3 separate regions of the Sus scrofa genome follow, and all the other regions are linked to region 2. A link is a contact called in public Hi-C and HiChIP or PLAC-seq data. All regions are on one chromosome and are shown on one strand. The core of a region is the stretch at or near the end of the contact, and the rest is flanking DNA. Distances in the headings are between cores, read along the strand shown.

Region 1 (3,700 bases), core at 411-2,910, 130 kb before region 2:
TCTCTGTACATGCATAGCAATAAATCTACTATAAGCTAGTGCCCCAAGAGGGGAGGAAAATAAACATAAACCCTCTACTAAAAAGTAGTTGCTTTCTTAAGAGCAGTTACAGCAGAGATACTTTAATGACTATGAATTCATTTGGGAAGTATATTCCTCATAGCAGGAATCCTCTGTCCTCCAGTCATCTTCCTTTCCTCTCTATTTCTGAGACTCCCTGAGTCCACAATAGTACGGCACCAAAATGTAGAATTTATCCAGTGGGCTTAACTCTCAGAAAGATTGGGATCATGAAATATATCAAAGATGTTTAGCTAAGTCATAATTTGAGATGGGTGTATTTTGTAGGATTGTTTTTTTTTGGTTCAGTATAATGTAGATCCACATTTTTAAAAAAAAGCTTAACCAGGAGTTCCCATTGTGGCGCAGTGGTTAATGAATCTGACTAGGAACCATGAGGTTTCAGGTTTGATCCCTGCCCTTGCTCAGTGGGTTAAGGATCTGGCATTGCCATGAGCTGTGGTGTGAGTCGAGGACGTGGCTTGGATCCCGTGTTGCTGTGGCTTTGGCGTAGGCTGGCAGCTGCAGCTCTTATTCGACCCCTAGCCTGGGAACCTCCATGTGCCACAGGAGCGGCCCAAGAAATGGCAAAAAGACCACAAAAAAAAAAAAAAAGCTTAACCAAATATTATATATTTCCCTTGTAACAAGCCTAGGAGTAGGCCATTCTGTTCTATCTTTTCACTCTGTCATCTTTAGCATTTTGCTTTCACCCCTCCTAACCTCAAAATGGCAGCTAGACCCCCAAGCATCATATCCATGTTCCAGACAGGAAGAAGAAAGAAGTGACAAAGAGGAAATGGAAATGTCTTTATCAGGAAAACAAAACTTTCCTAGATATCCCTAAGAGAATTCAGCTTGTGTCTTGTTGGCCAGAATTAAAAGAAAAGCTGTGAGGAAAGTTACATCATGGGCTGTTTTTATTAGACATGCTGCCACCTCAAACAAATCAGGGTTCTAATGGGAAGGATAAGAAAGAATGGTACAAATATTTAATGCCAAAATTCTAGAATTTCAATCCGTGGAGAAAGTAATTAAGCTTCTCAAAGGAAAGCATAATATCATATTCACTTTTTGCTCTCCAAGTGCTGACACATAGTACATGGTCATCCAGCAACTATTTCTTGAGCCCCTATTGTATGCCAGGTGCTATTTTAGGTGCTTGGGATACACCCAGATAAAAATTCTTGTCCCCTTAGATCTTACATTCTAGCAGGCAGAGACAGATAATAAACTATAGCCACAATAAATAAATAAAGTCTAGAGTTTGTTCAAAGGTGATAAATTCTATGGAAAAAAGGAAAGTATAGCTGACTAAAGAGAATTATGAGGGGAAGGTGGAATGGACCGGTTGGAACAAAAATAACGCAAGGCTTATATATTAATTTGTTCCTTTCATTCCTCAGACCTTTTGAATTTCTAGAACATATAGTATGCTTTATCTTGGAAAAAATAGTTCATTCTTTTTTCAACTCCCATTCTTGAAAATGCTGAATCCAACTGCTGTTATTTACACAAGAAATGTCAATGACTGTGTCACATAGTGTACTGGGCTAGACATTGCCTCACACAGGGAGTACTGTTTGCAATTTACTTAAAGGGTCTAATTCCATAAGGAAGAAAGAAAATTCTGAGGGGAAAAAAAGAGCAATCCACAAAGAGAAAATGCTCTTCTGACCTGGCGCCTTTTGAGTGTCAGAGCAAGCCTTTCTGGAGAATGTGGCTCTTCAATAGGCATAATACAACTGGATTAACTCTCCTCTGCTTTAAATTATAAAAATAAGAACTACACACACACACACACACACACACACACACAAAGTTACATTTCCGAGTTAAAAAAAAAAAAATCCAAAATCAACATCTCCCAAGGGATTGGGGTTTGATTGATTTTATTTAAAGTCTGGGTGGGTTTCTGACCACTAAATATTTGCTTAATTATCCCTGCAATGAAGAGTGATGCTCTCATTAGTAGGGGTTAGAAGCCCATCTGTGTTCTCTGTCGGTTTTTTGTACAGGATTGTAAACCTGCAAATTGCATGTACAGTTGGGGAGTTGGAAAATTATAATTGCAGCTCTGATATTCATTATCCCATGAACTTGGGTAAAGCAATTTTTTTCCCCTGGGCCTTGGCCTATTTGTGCATAAACTGTAGTTAATAGTACTCTACTATAATACACAATTTCAACACTATTTTATGCTAAGCCAAAAGTCTTGCCTTGTGTTCTGCTTGCTGGCAAAAAGCAACGCTCTCCCAGATCCTGAAGCTGAGGTTATTACAGAGTCCAAAACAACTGTTGTACCATTAGACAGCAAGAGGAATCTTATCGCTTTAGAATTTGCAAACACAGAAATCACAAAGATGCCACATTCCCGGTCCCTAAAGAAAACCGGAAGTGAACACCTCTCCAGAAGGACATGAAATGCTGTGAGGTGAATTTCACGAATGTTTAGGGAAATGAATGAACCAAAGTCATCTGATAGCTACTCTCAGTAGAGGCAAATCCAGATTTTTTTTGTGAGGCCTGGAGCTTCTTAAAACATTTTGTCAGGGAGAGGGAGGTGCCCTTTAATAAAAGAAATACTTTGTATTTCTTTAGAATGAAAAAAAGTCACAACATATTATTAATTTTTTTTAATAGAAAAGATCACAAAGGTCACAAAATGTATAAAAATATGTTGACGTTTGTCCCTATCTGCTGCACCTCCATAATATTTTTTCCACATTTTTTGCTTGCACCTTTGGCTATCTCTTCATATAATTTTGAAAAGCATTTTCCAAGGCAGATTTACAATGAAACGGATGAAGCTTCAGCTTTAGGCGCCTCACTCCCATTCAGTTCCCTGCGAGGACCTATGCCAATTTTGTATTTTCCACTATTCCCTTCACAAAAGAAAAAAAAATATATGGTGTCTTTATAACTGTGTATGTTGCATTATCAGGTTATATTCCTGAGAGGAAAGAACTTCCACTTACTCACCTTCAATGAGAACCAAATTTTCTACTAAGAACTGACAATGAGACATATTTTCCATACTAGTTTCTGACTCTGTATGTTTCAAGTTTTGTTTTTTCTCCACTACTCATACCCTTACAATGCTGGTCTATGAAACTCAGTCCAACTCCTCCACACGTTCAGGATGCAACACTGGCTCAAATAGTCAATGGGCACTGGGAGGGTTCCTGGAAACCACTCCCCTAGAAGAACACCTAGGGTAATTCTCATTCTATTTTTTTTCTTTCTTTTTTTCCTATCTTTTTAGGGCTGCCTCCATGGCATATGGAAGTTCCCAGGCTAGAGGTCGAATTGGAGCTGCAGCTGCTGGCCTACACCACATTTCACAGCAACACTGGATCCTTAACCCACTGAGAGAGGCATGGGATCAAAACCCACATCCTCATGGATACTAGTTGGATTCGATACTGCTGAGCCACGACAGGAACTCCCTAATTCTCATTCTAAATAAACACCCACTATGTGCTTCTGAAGTGACTTGAACCACATAAACATATCTCACTAAACTCAGACTACATGTATTGCCAACTAAACTTGCTCTTAGCTAGATCTCCAACACATAAGGCCATTCCAGTGCCACCCGTGGAAGAGAAAGAATAGAGGAAGGATCATTTGAGTGAAA
Region 2 (3,705 bases), core at 450-2,949:
GGGGCCGCATTGACATGTAAATAGGCAAGACGAGAAACAAAGGTGGGGGCGCCCTACTCGCCTCTGGGAAGGGGGAGGATGTGTCTGCTGGAAAGAAACCCCAGTCTCTCCGGGCGCCCCCACCCGCCCAGTCTAGACCTCAAGTAGGAGGGGGCACAGAGCAAACGGGGAAATTTAGAGTTTCAGCCCACTCCCCAACCCAGGAGAGGAGGGCCCTCGACCTCCCAAGCCAGGGGTTCGGCCAGAATGCAGCACCCACCCATCTCCTTACCACACAGCAAGAGCGCCTACCACCCCTCACCCCCTGTCCCCCACTCAGCCAGCCAGCCGCGCCTCACCGGGTGCCGGCTCTGTGGGAACATCGCTCTGGCGGCGGCCGCGGCTCCGTTCCCGGGCAACTCAATTCTCCGCTCAATTTCCAACTTTAATCCCGCCGAGGAAAATTAAGCTGAGAAGCCGGGCAGTAGCGGGAAGTGCGGGGGGCGCGCTGGCCACGCACGCAGGCGCGCTCCGCTGGGCGCAGAGGCCACTCGGCGCCCAGCAGCTCCTGTTCCCGCCGGTGCGGGCTCCCACCTTCAGGGCCACATCACAGGGCACCCCGGGCCCCGCTGCACCTAGAACCTGCGGGGCGCCGCCGGCGCCCGGGGCCGCACTCCAAATCGCGAGCCTGGGCCGCCGGGACGAGGAGGTGGGGGCGCGGTGACTCGCTGCGCTCCCCTCAGCGATCCGCGTGTGCCGCACCCGTCCCGGGCAAACAAATCCAGGCGGGTTGCTCTCCACCGTTCTTCTCCCGGTCCGCCTCCTAGCCGGGTTTTCCCCGCGGCGCCAGCAGCCGGGGAGGTGCAGGTGGCAAGCGCCCCCGCTAACCCCACAAAACAAATGTGACGACGTTCACAGCCGACCCCTGCAGGTCCGGGAGGCGCCCAAGACCGGGCGCTCGCAGGGTCCCTGGAGGCGGCGAGGGGCGAGGTCCGGGCCCCGGGGGAGGCTCCGTGTCCGGCGCTCCGCAGGCTTAACCCGAGCGGAGGAGCGCGGGATGACGACGAGGTGGGCAAAGTGTGGAGGGCGCGCCGGGAGGCGTCTCGGCACGCCCCGTGCGGGCCGCTCTTGCTGTTTTCCGCGGTTGTACAAACCCTCTTGGCCCGACGGGACTACTCGGCGGAGAGTAGTCCCGCAGCCTTCCGCTGCTCCTCGACCCCTGGGCGCATCCGAGCAACACGGCCCGTGCACACTCGCCGCACACGGCCCGCCCGGCCACTCCGGACCCCTTCTTCCGATCCTCTCCGTCAGCCCTCTTTCTTTCCTTCTCTTCGTCTACCTCTCCGCAAAGGGCGCTCCAGCCCGCTCCAAAGTTCTCTCACGACCCGGGGAACGACATCCACTCGATGGTAGGGAAAAGCGCAAGAGTGCGCTCCGACGCTTGGCCTCCTTCCCCAGCAGGCAAACTCCGTGGGCGAGTCCGGAGTAATCGCCAAGGGCCAGCGAAGGTCCGGGCTGGTGGCGAGGGAGCCGCCCGGCCGTGCGAGGGTGGGGGTAGCGCAGTCGGCTGCCTCAGGGACGCGGGGCAGAGGGTGCCCGCCGCCGCTGCTGCTGCTCCTGCAGCCGCCGCCGCCACCGCCGCCGCCGCCGCCGCCGCCCGCGCCTCTCGCGCCGGTTACATTAACACGCGGTTTCACACTCCGGAGCTAACCAGCGCCGGCCCCGCCCAGCCCTGCGCGGGCGGGGGCGAGAGCGAGGAGCTGGCGGGGTACGTGGGCCCGGCGAGTGGAGAGGGGGGAGCGGGAAGGCCCGTGTCAGCCAATCGCATGCGCCAGACCCAACGTGGGGTGGTGACGCGACACCTCCCCAGAGCCTATGGCAGCGCGGCACCGGACGGGCTGTCTCCCCTTCTCCCTCCTTTCTCTCCCGCCCCGCTTGCTTCCCTCTCCGCCGTCTCCCCCGTCTCTCCTCCCATCCACCCCCACCTCCCCTCCGCCAGCCGCGTCCTCCCGGGCTCGGCGAGGAACTGTTCCTGAAGGAGCCGCGGGACGCCGAAACCAGCCAATGGAAAGCGGCGAGACGCGAAGATTGGCACCGGGGATGGGAAGGTCGGAGAGAAGGAGAGCGGCGGGGCCGGGCTGTCAGTCAAAGTAACGTGGGGCAAGCAAGGGAACGCGCGGGAGCGCGCAAGCGGGAGGGACAGGCCAACGTGCAGCGGTCGAAGCTGGGGGCTCGAATTTGCAAAAATGCTGCCCACTTGTCACTTTTCCCTTTAATGAAAATCTTTAGATCTCAGTGAAACTCAGAGACTAACCCCGTAGGTTCTTATGAGGGAGAAGGGGTGCTTTTTGGTAGTTCGAGCCAAAGGAATCTTTCGGTGCTTGTCCCCTGTTTGATGCTACTATTGAAAGTGAGGTCACATTCAAAAATTTCTCTGAGGATTGTTTTTCCTCGAGCTGCCTTTTGGCGGATGCAGGAGAAGTGGACTGTGCACTTGGTGGAAAATGCGTACATGAGCAACTCATTGGCTGGCGTACATACAGCAGCCGCCTAAGACTAGGCTTTTAATGCCCACGCCCCCTTTGCACCCAAGGTGGTAGGAGTTGGTTTTTATTAGAAAATTTCAAACCACCTTGCAAAAAGATCGGGCTGCCTTGATTTGGCGGGAAGGAACCCAGGGTAAGGCACGCGCGTCGTAGTCTCAGATGCGATATTTTGCCCGCGGCGCGAAATTTCGGTTCTTCTGTTAAAAGTCCAGATTTCGCTGTGTTGGGAGATAGAGAGCTGCTCAGACTTCTAGGGGCTTCTCAGCAACATGACCACGAGTCTGTTTCCAATTAGTAGAAACAAAGAGAGAGAGTGTGTGGGATAAACAGCATCTAGACCTGAAAAACCTGTCCTGCCCACCCCACCTCCATAGTTCGGATGGTACCCCCACCCCCGCCCCTCTGGCCGGCTGAGCTGTGTAAGGCATTGATTGGGAAGCTTTGGATAAATGACCTGGCTAAAATTCTTATGAGGTGGAACTTGACTTAAAAGGGATTCCAAAAATTTAAATAGACAAGGCAAAATGTATAAATCTCCAGTTTGGATCTGTTTTTCTAAATACACCACATAGCAAATACACCACATAGCAGAAAATCTTATATATTGCTGCATTTATTTGAGTTATTTCCACGTGATTGGTAAGTGAATAATGCCGTTTTAGCCAAATGGTGGTGAATTCTTCCATAAGAAAGACACATCTTTGACAAGCATTTATCTTAGGTTGGAACGTACTGAATTTTTTGGTGTTAATTGCCCCAATGTTCCCATTATTTTACCTTCAAGAGAGTTATGGAAAGGCATTTATTAATCAGAAATAACGTTCTATTTTGAGATTTGCTTTTACGGAGAACTTTTTCTGGAAATATTAAAAGAATCATTTTAGACAATACATTTCAATGGTGGAGTTCTTAAAAATGTTTAATATTGATTTGTCTATAATTGGATCAATCTCAAATATCAATTATAAATGAAAAATTAAAGGAGCGATTTTAGGCAGTCTGTATAAGGTCATAGTAATTCTCCAACAAGTTCAGCATTGTGGCTTTGCCATGTTCTCATTAAGTGAGGTTGGAGAGTGGTTCCTATTATTCATTTTTCTAACTTGGAAAATCAATAGGAAGGAAGCGCTGCCCCTTTTTTGGTTAAATTTGGTGATGACAAGACAGGTTTTCTCCATAT
Region 3 (3,455 bases), core at 169-2,668, 180 kb after region 2:
ACACACATACACATACACACGTGTGTACATGTAGACACACACAAAAGACAGAATTAAGGAAAAAAGAAATAATCCTGCTCTGGCCTCAGTTTCCAATTTGTAAAATGAGAAGACCAGGCTAGAAAGGTCTCAAGGTCACTTCCAGCTCTGACGTTAGCAGACAGTTCAAGTCCTGTGCATGTACTAGCCCTTTGTGGGATTAAAGACACAGGTTGCTCTCCAGCAAAACTTTAATTGCAGAGCTTTAATTAGAAAAAGAATCAAAATACTCTTTCAGATTATGTTTTTTTAATTTTATTTTTAATTGTGTTTTTATTATTTCCATTTTATTTTAAAAGAAAAGTGTGAAAGCTGCAATTTGCCAAACTGCTGCACGTTTCCTTGCCATACAACTGCCCTAGCAAGTTAACTTAAAACAATTTTCTAAAATGTATTTTTAATGAGAAACTTAGATCCCTAAAATTTGTCTTAAACATTTTTTTTTTTCCTTCAGACCTCTTATAGGGCTCTAGAGTTTCCATACCTCAGTGCCAAGAGCATGGCAAAGGAATTTGGCTCAGCTTAGTAATTACCTTGTGTTAGTCTAGCTCAAAGTTGTTTTTCTCTTAATGGCTTAAGAGAGCCATTCGAATGCTTTGATTTTAGTAATAAAAGTTCCAGTGGGCAGAGTAGGTGAATGCCCATGTAATGTTTAGCCTATTAAAAGGGCCATATCCAAGGCTTACAAAGAGTAAAGTCTTACTAGCAACTCTGAATAAGGGTAGGTCAATGTAGAAAAAGGCGTGAGAAAATAAGAGAGCTAAAGTAATTCTGGAAGTGTCCTTCTCTCCAAATAAGATCCCATGATTATAATGGACATTTGTTTTTGCCCTCTTTTGTGGCAAGAGGGAAGAATCTCTCCAAAGTCTCTCTGTGTACTTCCAGACGGCTGACTCACCCCAGGCTTCATAGTGGAGCATGTACATGCGACTACAGTTTCTCAAACTGTCTACAGTGAAGGACCATTTTGCTTCCTCTCCCACACCTCCATCCTTTGTGGGCTGGCACTTGCACAAAGTATTATAAAAATGAATTGCTGGAAAAATGGCACAGTGGCCCACAAAATACAGGCCTCAATTTTTTATTATTAGATTTAATTAATCTGTCAAATTGTAACAAAAGTTTCTAATCATCTTTAATTTCTATACTTATCTTGTTGCAGTTGATGACAAAAATATGGAAACAGCCACTGATCCATGGACCACACTTTGAGTAGCACTGGTTTAAACTAGGCCAGTAATATCCTCTGGTTCCCAGTAATTATTTTAGGGGTGTTTTTATGGCCTGAGCTGTTTCCAGTTAGTTGAATATTGGGACTTTAGTTGAGAAACTGTGGCAACAATTCTGTTTGTCCTGGCTGGATGCCATCTTGGGACTACGAGAGATGTGGCTTAAGAATGAGTCAACACCAAGAAAGCACAACCAAGAGATGGTGAGCCAGAAGCTGAATCTTCTCCTGTCTTGTGGAGAAATAGAAGCCAATAAATTAAAATGCTTTGCTTAAGGTAGAATTCATCAGGTTTTCTATTATCGGCAAAAAGAGTTCTATGTGATACAGTGATTAATCTGCATATTTCCCCCTCACTCTCAACCAGCTTGCCAGACATCTTTCCCAAACAGAGATCTGGGCATGCCATTCTTCTCATTACGAAAACCTTAGCTTCCCACTGCCTTGGTAGAAAGTTCAAGGTTCTTAAACTGTCATTCAAAGTCTTTCACAATTGAGATCCCTTCTTTTTTTAGCCTACTTTTTGGCTACTCTCATCCTCAGACACATGCCTGATGCTTTAGTGTGATCAGATATGCACTTTATATATGTTACAGGTTTGCTCATGTTTCACTTTGGCTGGATTGCATTTCCTCTTCCCACACCCTTTTCTAAGAATAGACCCTTGAGAACATAAGGCATTAATTACTTTAAAATGTTAAACATTATGCATCACCATCATTCCTGCTGATTCAAAGGCTAATTTCAAGAGTGTTGGCAGGAGGGGAAATTGATGCACCCGGAATTTGATAAAAATTGCATTTAGACCCCAAAGATGTAATTTCATAGGGAGTCTGATATGGTCTTGTTACCAGAAGTCTCAGAAAACAACAAGCTTAGACAAAGTGTAACTTTTAAGTTATTGTGAAAATGAATGAGCAAGAGATGGAAGCGTATGTCTGCACCAAAATATGTACGTAAGTATTCTTAGCAGCTTTATTCATAATAGCCAAAAGTAGAAACAACCCAAATGTTCATCAGCTGATCAATGTATAAACAAAATGTGGTATATCCACACAATGGAGTATTACTTGCCATGAAAGACATGAAGTACAGATGCATGTTATAACATGGACGAACCCTGAAAACGTTATGCTAAGTGAAAGAAGCCAAATACAAAAGGCCACATAGTGGATAGTTCCATTCATATGAATTCCAGAGTTGGCAAATCTGTAGAGAAAGTACATTAATGATAACCTAGGGCTGGGGATAATGATGAGATTGAAGGGTGAAGTCTAAGGGGACAGAGTTTCTTTTTTAGAGTGATGCAAATATTTTAAAATTGAATGTAGTGATAGATGCACAACATTGTGAATATACTAAAAGCCATTAAAAGCCACTTTTAATGGGTGAATTGTATGGTATGTGAGTTATATCTCAATAATGTGGTATTTAAAAAAATGAGTTTATAGGAGCTTTATTCATAGGTTCCAAAACTGTGAAGCAAACAAGATGTCCAAGGTGAATGGATAAATCAGCTGTGGTCCATCCAGGCAATGGACCAGTATTCAGTGCTAAAGAGATATGCGCTATTAAGCCATGAAAATACATTCAGTAACTTTAATTGCATGTTTCTAAATGAAAGAAGCCAATATTAAAAGGCTACACACTGTATGATTTCAACTATCTGATATTCTGAAAAAGGCCAAATTCTGGGGACAATAAAAAGGTGAGTGGTTTCCAGTGATTGGTGTGGAAGATGCAGTGAATAGGCAGAGCACAGAGGATTTTAGGGCAGTGAAACTACTCTGTCCAATACTGTGATGATGGATACATGCCATTATCTGTTTGTTTAAACCCATGTAAACCATGGCCTCTGGGTGACAAGGATATGTCAATGTAGGTTTGATTGTAACAAACGTCTCACTCTGATGCTAGATGTTGATAGGTGAGGTTCTGCGTGTGTGTGTGTGTGTGTGTGTGTGTGTGTGTGTGTGTGTGTGTGTGTGTAGGGCTGTTGGGGGATCAGATGGCATATGAGGACTCTATACTTCTGCTCAATTTTACTGTGAACCTTAAACTGTTCTAAAAAAAATAAAGTCTAAAGAAAGAAGAAAAGGAGGGGGAGGAAGGGGAAGAGGAAGAGGGTCAAGGGCCGAGGGGAAGAAGAGAGGAGGAGGTGATCTTACAAGGCCCATTTCAATGGGCA

The links. A called contact is a pair of places that touch in the nucleus more often than the background predicts. HiChIP or PLAC-seq counts read pairs in DNA pulled down with a chosen protein or histone mark.
Region 1: a contact with region 2 is called in an H3K27ac HiChIP or PLAC-seq map of skeletal muscle, with 3 times the contacts expected there. The contact joins the enhancer-like site here to the promoter of LOC100524475 in region 2. A contact is called at or near these places in 17 of 47 Hi-C or Micro-C datasets (brain, embryonic fibroblasts, fetal heart ventricle and 8 more) and 1 of 2 datasets of contacts at active chromatin or transcription factors (skeletal muscle).
Region 3: a Hi-C map of embryonic fibroblasts shows a contact between it and region 2, with 2.0 times the contacts expected there. The contact joins the enhancer-like site here to the promoter of LOC100524475 in region 2. A contact is called at or near these places in 1 of 5 promoter capture datasets (liver) and 4 of 47 Hi-C or Micro-C datasets (embryonic fibroblasts, fibroblasts and liver).

Annotation. Positions count from the first base shown.
Region 1 is chr1:234,234,506-234,238,205 of Sscrofa11.1, forward strand. No RefSeq gene overlaps it. Among named protein-coding and RNA genes, the nearest start is that of SPATA31D1, 130 kb to the right of the region's middle. Within about 2 kb of position 1,661, at least 3 of the 83 cell types and tissues checked have an H3K27ac peak or open chromatin away from gene starts, as enhancers often do. A contact at or near this core is called in skeletal muscle, where this site is marked.
Region 2 is chr1:234,368,956-234,372,660 of Sscrofa11.1, forward strand. It overlaps LOC100524475 (transducin-like enhancer protein 1), which reads right to left and starts at 1,700. Exons shown (of 20, transcript XM_003480540.4): 1 at 339-1,700. The coding sequence starts at 362. It overlaps SPATA31D1 (spermatogenesis-associated protein 31D1), which reads left to right and starts at 2,011. Exons shown (of 7, transcript XM_005660180.3): 1 at 2,011-2,129.
Region 3 is chr1:234,547,928-234,551,382 of Sscrofa11.1, forward strand. All of the region lies in intron 3 of SPATA31D1 (spermatogenesis-associated protein 31D1), which reads left to right. Among named protein-coding and RNA genes, the nearest start is that of SPATA31D1, 180 kb to the left of the region's middle. Within about 2 kb of position 1,419, at least 5 of the 83 cell types and tissues checked have an H3K27ac peak or open chromatin away from gene starts, as enhancers often do. A contact at or near this core is called in embryonic fibroblasts and liver, where this site is marked.